Regions from separate parts of the Ovis aries genome. Here region 2 is linked to region 1. The links are chromatin contacts, called in public Hi-C maps. All regions are on one chromosome and are shown on one strand. Each heading gives the region's core, a stretch centred on a gene start, on an enhancer-like site or on the middle of the called end of the contact. The rest is flanking DNA. Distances are from core to core; before and after follow the strand shown.

The links. Hi-C and Micro-C count contacts between places; a contact is called where the count stands out from the background.
Region 2: a contact with region 1 is called in a Hi-C map of liver, with 5 times the contacts expected there. The contact joins the promoter of TNFRSF21 here to the enhancer-like site in region 1. A contact is called at or near these places in 7 of 16 Hi-C or Micro-C datasets (hypothalamus, liver, omental adipose tissue and 2 more).

Annotation. Positions count from the first base shown.
Region 1 is chr20:20,250,675-20,256,091 of ARS-UI_Ramb_v3.0, reverse strand. No RefSeq gene overlaps it. Among named protein-coding and RNA genes, the nearest start is that of ADGRF1, 42 kb to the right of the region's middle. Within about 2 kb of position 3,846, at least 4 of the 54 cell types and tissues checked have an H3K27ac peak or open chromatin away from gene starts, as enhancers often do. A contact at or near this core is called in liver, where this site is marked.
Region 2 is chr20:20,412,882-20,417,779 of ARS-UI_Ramb_v3.0, reverse strand. It overlaps TNFRSF21 (TNF receptor superfamily member 21), which reads left to right and starts at 2,244. Exons shown (of 6, transcript XM_012100789.5): 1 at 2,244-2,737. The coding sequence starts at 2,651.

The DNA of each region.
Region 1 (5,417 bases), core at 2,597-5,096:
TGGTTCCCAAACTTATGTTTAGAAATCACTGAGCAAGATGTTCTCTTGATGTTTGTATCTGTCAGCCTTCCAGCAGGAAACAAAAGGCACATTCAGTGGGATAAACTAGGAGAAGTTTACAAGTTTACATTTGATTTACAAGTGTGTGGTCAGGCTGTTGGGAAGCCCCTGAAGGATGGTCGGTCCCAGGGCACAACTGTTAGCATCTCTAAGCCTGAAGGAGAGAGAGAGGAGTCGGGTCCCCCCAACTGGAGGCAGACTGAGCTGGGTGGTGAGAGCCTTCAGAGAAGGGCTATATGATCTTCACTTGAGAAAAGCAATCAGTTGGTTCAAACCAACTGGAATCCAGAGGGGCAGGAAGTCTGCTGATAGAGACCACCTAGCCAGCCTCTGAAAGTGCAAAGAGGGATAGAGGAGAGGGTGGAGGGTGTGATTGGAAGGTCAAATGAAAATATTCAGCCCAAGGCTTTTTTCAGCTGTGGAAACACATGGAAATACTGGGTTGGTCAAAAATTTCATTTGGGTTTGTCCACAAGGTGTTATGGAAAAACCAAAAAAAACACCCTTTTAACCAATCCAATAAAGTGTTCACTGTTGTTGTTCAGTTACTGTGGTGCTCAACTCTTTCAGACACCATGGACCTTAGCCCACCAGGCTCCTCTGTCCATAGGATTTCTCAGGCAAGAACACTGGAGTGGATTGTCATTTCTTCTTCCAGGGGCTCTTCCCAGACCAGAGATCGAACCTTTATCTCCTGTATTGGCAGGTGGATTCTTTACCACTGAGTGATTGGGGAAATCCATAATATAACGGCAGTCCAATCAGTCTAAAGCTATATTCTTGATATTTCATGGCACAATTGTTTTCATGAGCAGTCTACCTCTTAACCTCTTATTAACTCCACTTGGTATCTTAGAGACAATAAAATACCATGTTTTCGTTATAGCTTTTTCAGTAACAGTTAATATTTATAGAGTTATCATTATGTTCTATATACTGTCTTAATTTAAAAAAAATTTGTAGACAAGCAATTCAAAGTGAGGATTATTGTTTTACTGAAAAGGAAATTAATGCACAGAGAGGTTAAGACATGTACCATGGGCCATCCAGTGTGTAAGTGTAAAGACATGATTTGAGGTAGGATCTATCTTATATTAATGCCCATGCTGTGAAAATCTAGACAAATCCAGGGAAATGGAAATGCCCATTGTTCTTAGCAACTTGATAGGCTATACTCTGGGCAGTTTTGTCAAGAACAAGAAACCGCGATTCCTTGTTATTGAATATAGTCCCAATACTCATTCATTACTTATCTAATATTTGTGTTTGTTGAATATTATATATCTCTCCATTCATACTCAGGAAGCAACTTGGAACTTGTGGATTGACTGTTTATGACTTCACACGTTCATAAATCATAGGCTTAAGTACAAGACTGTACATTTTCTCTGTGCTCTGTTGGGACTTCTGTGTTCAGAACAGAACTAGGATGACCCACTGTTCTGATGTCTCCTGGGCTGAGGCGTTTCCAGGATGTGGAACTTTCTAAAACCAGGACAATGCCGGACAATGCCAGACATACCAGATTGGTTGGTAAATGCCAAGCTTTTTTTTTTTTTTAATTTTATAGTTGATTTATAATGTTGTGTTAATTTCTGCTGTACAGCAAAGTTATTCATTATGCATATATATATTCTTTTTCATATTCTTTTCTATTATCGTCTATCACTGGACATTCAATATAGTTCCCTGTGCTATACAGTAGGGCCTTGCTGTTTATCCATCTACTAACAGTTTGCATCTACTAATCCGAAACTCCCAGTCCTTCCTTCTCCCACCCTCAGTGAGAAGCTTTTCAAAAGACAGCTTCAGTTCTGTAATGAGATCCTCAATAAATTCTTAAAACACATTAAAAGCATTTAAGTCGAATTTTCTTCACATTTTCCCTCTGTTTTGTTTCTGGTGGATCTACACCTTCAGTATTTTAAGTCTAGATTTTGGCCTTTCCTTAAGACAAATAAGCCGAGGCACAGAGGTTACATGACAGAACGGGAACAGGGAACTCAAAGAAGGTTCAGCCTGGGTGAGTCATCCTGGCAGCGAACATGACAAGTGGGGAAGGCTGTGGGTCATCTTCAATCTAGCCCAGATCTCCATCTCTTTCAGTTCTGTCCTGGACGTGTGATCCTTGGCTCCAAAAGCACAGAGCTTATTGCACGATGCCATGACTGCTTGCTTACTGCTTGTCTTCTCTGATGGGCAGAAATCTCACTGAGGTTAAGGGCCCAGGAGTCTCGGGACTTAGAACCGAGTCCGCTTCACAGCAACAGCTCGGTGGCCCGTTGGGGAGCGTCTGGAGTACTAAGGACGTGTATTTACTCAGAACTTGCTTCTGATCTTCCTCTGTTCATCATGAAACTTGACTTTGGTATCATCCTTGAGACATACAAGGCACTTGAAGTCAGGGGTGGGAAACAGGGAGCCTCAAGTTATCGGAGAATTTTCTGCTAAGTAAGCTTCCAGTCTCATTCCCTAAAGACTGACCTGTCCTGGGGACTCTGCCCACTCCCCTCACCTCCACAGAAGTCAGAGTACAAAAAATGAAGATGATAAGAACATGCTGTATAGTGCAAGGAACTTTACTCAATACTCTGTAATGGCCTATATGGGAGTAGAATCTGAAAAAAAAAAAAAGAGTAAATATACGTATAACTGATTCACTTGGCTGAATACACCTGATACACCTGAAACTAACACAGCATTGCAAATTGACTATACCTCAATAAAATTTTTAAAAAATATTATTAAAAACAAGCAAACAAATCCACAGACCACCCCAGGGCCTCTAGGATGGTTGGCTTTCTGATGGGCACACAGCATCTTCACTCTTCCTTGTTGTTTGAGGGATGCCAGACAAATGAAAAAGTTTATTTTTTAAGGAGACAGAGGTCAGGTTCAAGTAAGAGATTGATGCTTCTGTTGGAAAACTTAGGAATTACCCATCCTATATGGTATCATTAAAGCAGAGAGAAGGATGGTGTCAAAGGAACTAGTATTTACGAAGCACTTACTCTGTGCCAGGCATAGAGCTAGGTTTTTATGTGTCCAAATGAATTTATTCCACGCCAAATTGGCTTTGACAATAAAGAATCAGCCCACAACATGGGAGGCCTGGTTTTAATCCCTGGGTTGGGAATATCCCATGGAGAAGGGAATGGCACCCCACTCCAGTACTCTTGCCTGGAGAATTCCATGGACAAAGGAGCCTGGCGGGCTACAGTCCATGGGATCTCAAAGAGTCGGACACAACTGAAGTGACTAACATTTTCAGTTTCAAAACAATACGAGATGATCATTTCCATTTACAGGTAAGGCTGCTTGTGGTTGCCTGACATCTCCAAAGTCATAGAGTTGCTGAGAGGCACTGGAGGGGTCTGAAACCACTGCCACTAAACTCTAAAACACCCATACCCGTTTACTAACAGTCCTGAGGCATCACTGCTGCCTCCTGGTGGCCCCAAAATACTCTGGACTGGCTCCTGGCCCAACAAGTTTCTTCCAGTTTCTGATGTTGTTACTCATTGTGACCAGGAAATGTTGGGTTCTTTGCAGAGAAACCGGCAAGACGCCTGGACCTAACTCTGAGGAGGTAAGTGACCCTAAAAGACTATGAAACTATGACATTGTGATTTCCTTCTATTATTTGGGGGAAGACAGGTAAGTGCTAATAAAACCTCTGTTTCAATCTCACCAATATCAATTAGTCACAGAGAATTAACCACTGGGGCTCTTCCTTTCCTGTAGGGAGCACAGCTGGTGATCTACAGAACCTGGCCTCTGTGTTGGGCTTTAGTCCTTTGAATATCAGTGCCCTCTGGAGGTTGAACTCAGAGAGGCAAAGGTGAGAGGGAAGCACGCTTGGAGTTTTCTGCCCCTGCTCTTCTTTATGGAAGTCCCTGCCTCCAAGCGCAAAGGCTGGGGGACTTTGAAGGAATGTCTTTCCTAGTGTGACCCTCAAGTGTGAAATATCAAGGAACCACTGGGCCAGTAGGAAATCACTTGGTTCCTCAGATCTATGTCCAAGGTTCTGGTTTGTTCCCCATGATGGATCTTCCTGCATGATCTATCCTGTTTACCTGTCTCAAGGTAAAGGGTTTCCAACAACACCTTTCACCAAGAGGGAGGGATTCCCAGTGAGAAGACAGTATCACTATACACACAGTGTGTCCACATAAAGGGTCACTGTCTGTGTTTTCTTTAAGATACAAGCAGGCCCTGAGAGCAGATGTAGATTCTCTCTATGGCTCTGTTCCTGCCTGGCAGTCCTAAGGATGTGATGGTAGGAGCTGGAAAGAAACCAGCCTAATGTTTGTTGAGCACCTACTGTGTGCTGGCCCCTACTTTAACTTGCTGATTTTCTTAAGAAGACTATCCTTTCCTTTGGTTCTTCTTCTTCTTTTAATTTTCTGACCACACCATGTGACATGTGGGATCTTTTAGTTTCCTGAGCAAGGATCCAACCCACACCCCCTGCATTGGAAGCTCAGAGTTTTAACCAATGGACCACCAGGGAAGTCTTTACTTTGGTTCTTTTAAAGCCCTAGGTTGAGTTAATTTTTAAATGATAGACTTGTCCCTTAGATAGGATGCCCATAGTAGGACTGCTCAAATGACAGCCAGCAGCAAGAAAATAAGGTGATACTACAGTCCCAACAGGGTGAGCCTGGTGAATCTCATGCCTGTGGTTAGGACTGACAAGGAGGAGAAGGATTCCTAGACTCTAAGCTTCCTCTTTTTACCCCAGAAAGTGTGATTTGGGAAGTTTAGGCCTAAGAAGCCTTTGCTATAGTCTGTATTTGATTTATTTGGATAGCTGGGCTTGGACTGTGTTCCTAAGTGTCAGTAACCATCTCGTAGTAATGATTCTCTGTCTTTCTGCTGTGGCCAAGGCCTTGACTTGGTAATGCACCCACATCCTCTCAACCCATATCATTACTGAACTCACTGGTTCAACTTGCATCCATCCTCAGGCACGGGTGTCCACCACCAGCTGTCTTTCTTTGGAGGTAGGAACCCACTCTGGCCACATGCAAAGCAAGCCAGAAATGCCAGGGAATTGATGTCTATCTCATCAGTAGCCTTCAACCTTTAACTGTAGAAAATTCAATATATCATCTACAGAACATAAGGATAAAGTGAACCCTATAATGTAAGATCATGCTCAGAGGCGATGCTCAGAAGATTCTTCCTTTAGAATGCCCACAAGTCTCTTGAAGGCAAAGACTAGAACTTTATTAGGATTCTAAAACCCAGTGCCAATTTCAGTCAATGTGTGTGTGCTCCATTGCTCAGTCTTGTCTGACTCTCTGTGACTCCACGCACTGTAGCCCACTGGGCTCCTCTGTCCATGCAATTTT
Region 2 (4,898 bases), core at 995-3,494, 160 kb before region 1:
CCCGGGATTCTCCAGGCAAGAATACTGGAGAGGAAGCAAGGAGGAAAAAACTGTCAGAGACAAAATTAAACTACAGTTAATTTGGAGGGAAATAGCAGGTCTTCATGACCTTGAATGAGAGGGATGATGGACAATTAAGGTCTAGCCAGGGAGAATACTTCCCAGAAGACATGAATGGCCATTCTGCTTGGCCAGAAATTCGGTCATACATAGGTGCACTGGAGACTGGGAAAAGTAGTCTTATAGTCTGGATAGTTGCTCTGAGGCACATGGAAGCTTCCTGGACCAGGGATCAAATCTTCATCTTCTGCACTGGCAGGTGGATTCTTAACAAACACACCAGGGAAGTTCCCAAACGTCTTTTAAACAAGACTTTTTTTTTCCCTTGTCAGGCAGCTTGTGGGATCTTATTTCCCCTACCAGGCATCGAACCCAAGCCCCTGCATAATAGTGCTGAGTCCTAACCACTGGACAACCAGGGAATTCCATAAACAAGACTTATGATGGTACTGATTAGTCATTTTGAAGTTTTGAAGAAATAAATGAAGCTGTTATCTATGGAGATACAATGCATCTCCCTCTTTCTGGAACTAGATTGAGAAATTCAAGTGCAACCATAATCCTCTCCCCCAAATTCCATATTTAGTAGTAATGTTTCCTAGAACTTTGATTTTCACCAGACGGTACACATTAGCTCTAATATTTATGGACAATCATTTTCTTTACTGGCAGATGTTTGAAAGAACAGATTGGAATTAATCCTCAGATTAATTTTTAGCATCTTTCAAGTCTGCATAGTACAAAGGCCAAAGCACAATATTTAATAAGAAAACAAATAGTTGGCACCTTTCCCTTGTAGGTTACCTTCAGAGGTACTGTATTGATTCTTGAAGCAGATAATCGAGAAACTATATTATCTTTAAGTAGAAGGGGTCACAGAAGCTAGGAGAGGTCCAGCACCATAGAGTTCACAAATGAGTGGTGTGAACCAGATGGTCAAAGAGGCAGTTTCAGTATAGTGTGCCCTGTGCTGGCAGAGACTCAATGGTAAAGAATCTGCTTGTAAACGCAGGAGACGCAGGAGGTGCGGGTTCGATCCCTAGGTGGGGAAGATCCCCTGGAGAAGGACGTGGCAACTCACTCCAGTATCCTTGCCTGGAAAATTCCATGGACAGGGGAGCCTGGCCAGCTGTAGTGCACAGGGCTGAAAAGAGTCAGACATGATTGAGCAATTGAGCACACACATGCTGTCAGAACCTAGACGATGGACACTGTACCAGAAATGGTGGTGCTGCCAGGAGACTCTGCCTCCCCCCAGGTGAGACAACAAGAGGGTTGTCAGGTCCTCACTCACATTCAGAAATGCAGGCGGTGCCAACTATGCCCAGGAATGCTCTGTGCTCTTACTTCCGAGGCACTATGTTACCTCCCTTTCTACCCACCCACCTCCCACAAAGGCATTTGGAACCCAACTCAAAAATGTTTAATATGTTTTTGGAGGGAGAGTGTTTCTTATCTCTGTGATAAATTGATTCAGAGCTCTGGATCTTTTATTTAGGAAAATGCACCTGCCCACATATTTCAGGGGTTTCCAAGCCCTCTGGAAGAGCATCTATGGATCCAACTTCCGTGGACTCCAGGTTTGGAATTCTTTAGTCTGGACTTCCTTAATTGCATTTATTAACCCAGAGGATTTCAAATTTTGTTCCAAAATCTCCCCAAATCACCTGGAGAAGTGAAAAAAAACATCCAAACACCCAGACCACATTCTATTCCGATTCAAGCAGAATCTCTAGGGTGGGAGCAGGCATCAAAGTTTGTTTTAAACATTCCAGGTGATTCTAAAGTGCAGCTAAGTTTGGGAACCAACTCACTGGTCTCTTTATGGCACACCGTTGATCTAAATGCTTTTTGCTTTTTCTCTGATCTTACTCATCGAGCCAGAAACAATAGAAAGGCGTCTGTCACAGAAAATAACTTACTGAGAATCATCTTAGTAAAGAGGGAAATTTGGGTCAAGGGAGTGCATACCTTCAGAGCGTTTTCCTTGGATCAGAAAGCAGCTGCAAGTTCTTCAGCGAACGGCAGGGGGCATCCTGCACCTCCTTGCTTGCTCTGGACCGCCTTCTCAGTTCTGCTCGCACAAAGAGCCCGGCCTCCTTCGCGATGACATCACAAAGGGCCGATTCCCCGCCCCTTCGGCGCCACCACGTGTTTCCCTGCGCTCGGCGGCCACAAGACTCAGTCCCTCGCCGGCCGGTCAGGGCAGCGGAGGACGGTGGTTGGCAGCGGCCGGAGGCTTCGCTATGGGAAGTTGTTCCTTCGTTCTCTCGCGCCCAGCCCTCCTCCCTTGTTCTCCGCAGCCGCTGTCGGAGGAGAGCACAGGGAGGTGCGGGTTGCAGCAGCGGCTGCTTCTCCCCGTCCGGACAGCCGCGCAGCTGGGCAGGTGCTAAGCGCCCCCGGAGCTTCGCTCGCCGCCTCCCTCCTGTGTCCGGCCGTCCGGCTGCCGCAGTGCACATGGGGTGTTGGAGGTAGATGGGCTCCCGGCTCGGGAGGCGGCGGTGGATGCGGCGCTGGGCAGAAGCAGCCGCCGATTCAAGCTGCCGGGGGGCCACGCGCCCCGGGCGCCCTGCGAGCCCCGGGCTCAGCCATGGGGACCTTCACGAGCAGCAGCACCGCCCCGGCCTCCTGCAGCCGCATCGCCGGAGCCACGATGATCGCGGGCTCCCTTCTCCTGGTGAGCGCTCCGGGTGGGGTAGACGGGAGTCGCGGGCGGCGGCGGCGCTGGAGCCGAGGACGCCGCGCTCGGGGAGCGGGGCGGGTCGCGGGGCCGGGGCCGGCGCGGGTGCTGGGTGCAGAGGGGGCAGGTTGCGAGCGAGGGCAGGCAACAGACCCGAGGGCTTGGATCGGGTCATTTTGAGGGAGCCGCAGAGCTCAGCCCGACTCCGGAATGAAGGCGAATTGTTTTCCTTGCAGTCTGGCTGCACCGGGAGAGGCGCTGGAGATGGCCACTCGGCTTCCTGCGCATTTCAGGGTTTCTTCACCTCCTCCGCCCCTCCGGGGCCCCCACCCCCCCTCGGCGCACCCGCAGGGCCCCCAGCCGCTAGCCCCTCCGCGGGGTGTGGGCCCGGGGAGCCGAGGCTGGCGGCGGCCGCCGCTTTGTTGCAGCTGCAGTGTCATGCCGGGATGCTGCTGCGGTGGGAGAGCGCGGGACCCGGGCGCGCCGGCCCCCCGGAACGCCGGGTGCCTCGGCGCCTCCCTTAGGAGCGGGCGCCTGCTCCCCTTCCCCCTTCTCTCCGCCTTGACTGGGTGGGTCCCGGTTTCGGCACGCCCAAAAAGGAGCCCCGAGACCCACTCTCAGGCGCCCCCAAAGCGCCGGCTCCCAGCCAGGCGGCCAGCGCGCTGACACTTGAGTGGGGGAAGGGGAGAGCCCACCATAAAGGAAGCTGAATTTCCCCCCGTTTTTCCCCATCCCTCGCTTACCTGTGGCCGGGCAGGTGAGCATGGAGGGTGGAGCAGCTTCCTTCTTCTGCACCCGGTCTGCATTCAGCTCCAGGGCGTGCCCTGTAGCTAGTTCTCTCCATCATTTATCTTGCCAAAGCCTGAAAGCACCTTCGACCCAAAACTTGTCCCCAACTTCCCCACATCCCGTCCCCGCCTTTCCAAATATTGGCGGGGGGATGGGATGAATTAGGTGGAAGAAGAAAATTGATTTGAGATCAAACCCACGAGCCACCATAAGCTTCCGTGCTTATCTTTCTGTGTCTGCCGGGTGGATGGAGATTCTTAGCTAAAAACCGAACAAAAACAAAAAAACAAGAGCCTATTTTCATGGCAAGGCCGTGTCAAGGAGAGGCAGGCTTGCTGTCTCCTTCCCGAAAAGGGCTTAATGCCTGGCCAACCAAGATCTCTTAGATCCCAGGGCACTGCAGTTGCTATGGCTTGGGAATTCATCCTACAGACACTCTGGTTCCCTGTGCGAGGGTGTGTTTTAAAGGGGAAGAGAGACACTAAAGAAAAGTTTGGTGCTGTTCGGATTTATAATGAGGCAGGTCCCAGACTCCCTTCAAAGACCCTTTTCTGCCCATTCTATAGCAGTGGCAAAGTCAAGATTTGTGTCCTTGACACGAGGGTGTTGGGTGGTGGGCAGTAGGCTGGGAGGGTCCTTGAAAGCAGTGGGCATGGATTCGACAGTTGGTGTGGAGAGAAACTCATCTAAGTCCTGGGGAACATCGATCCCAATATCAATGGAGGTAGGTCCATCCTCAAGCTGCCTCCTTCTCAGTCTTAGATCTACTGCCCTACACCTAATGCTCCCCTTGGAGTCCACTCCTGGATTAAGTCTTAAGTCAGTGCAATATTTCATTGACTTTACGTTTTCTGCATGAGATGCTTAAAGTAAGGTCGTGGTGTAATTAAAGCATAGGTTGCTTTAACCTCCAGAGAAAGAGCCCAGCTCCTTTTCAGAAATCATTAAGTCTGGTTGACCTAAAAAATTGTGCACTGGATTTGCAACTGAAGACTTGAGAAAGTAAGTTTGCCTGTCTTTTTTTAAAAAGTAATTTATAGTGGAGCTTAGATGCAACCTTGAGATACTAACTAAAATGAGAGTGCTTATTCTCATGCTAACTATAACAGAAAAGTTCCACTGCAGTTCATTGAGTGCCCTGAGTTGACCCCTTTGTCCGGAAGGGAAACTGAGAGAGTGAACAGGGGTCACCAGGGTGGGGAAGCAATGTCTTTTATTTTTCCCACTCTACCAGCTATAGTCCTTAGCCCAGACGTTGATAGCACATGAAATGATGATCTCATGGTGAAGACTCCACGGTTGGGCACGGGTTCCATCCCTGGTCACGGAACTAAAACCCTAAATGCTGTACAATGTGGCCAGAAAAAAA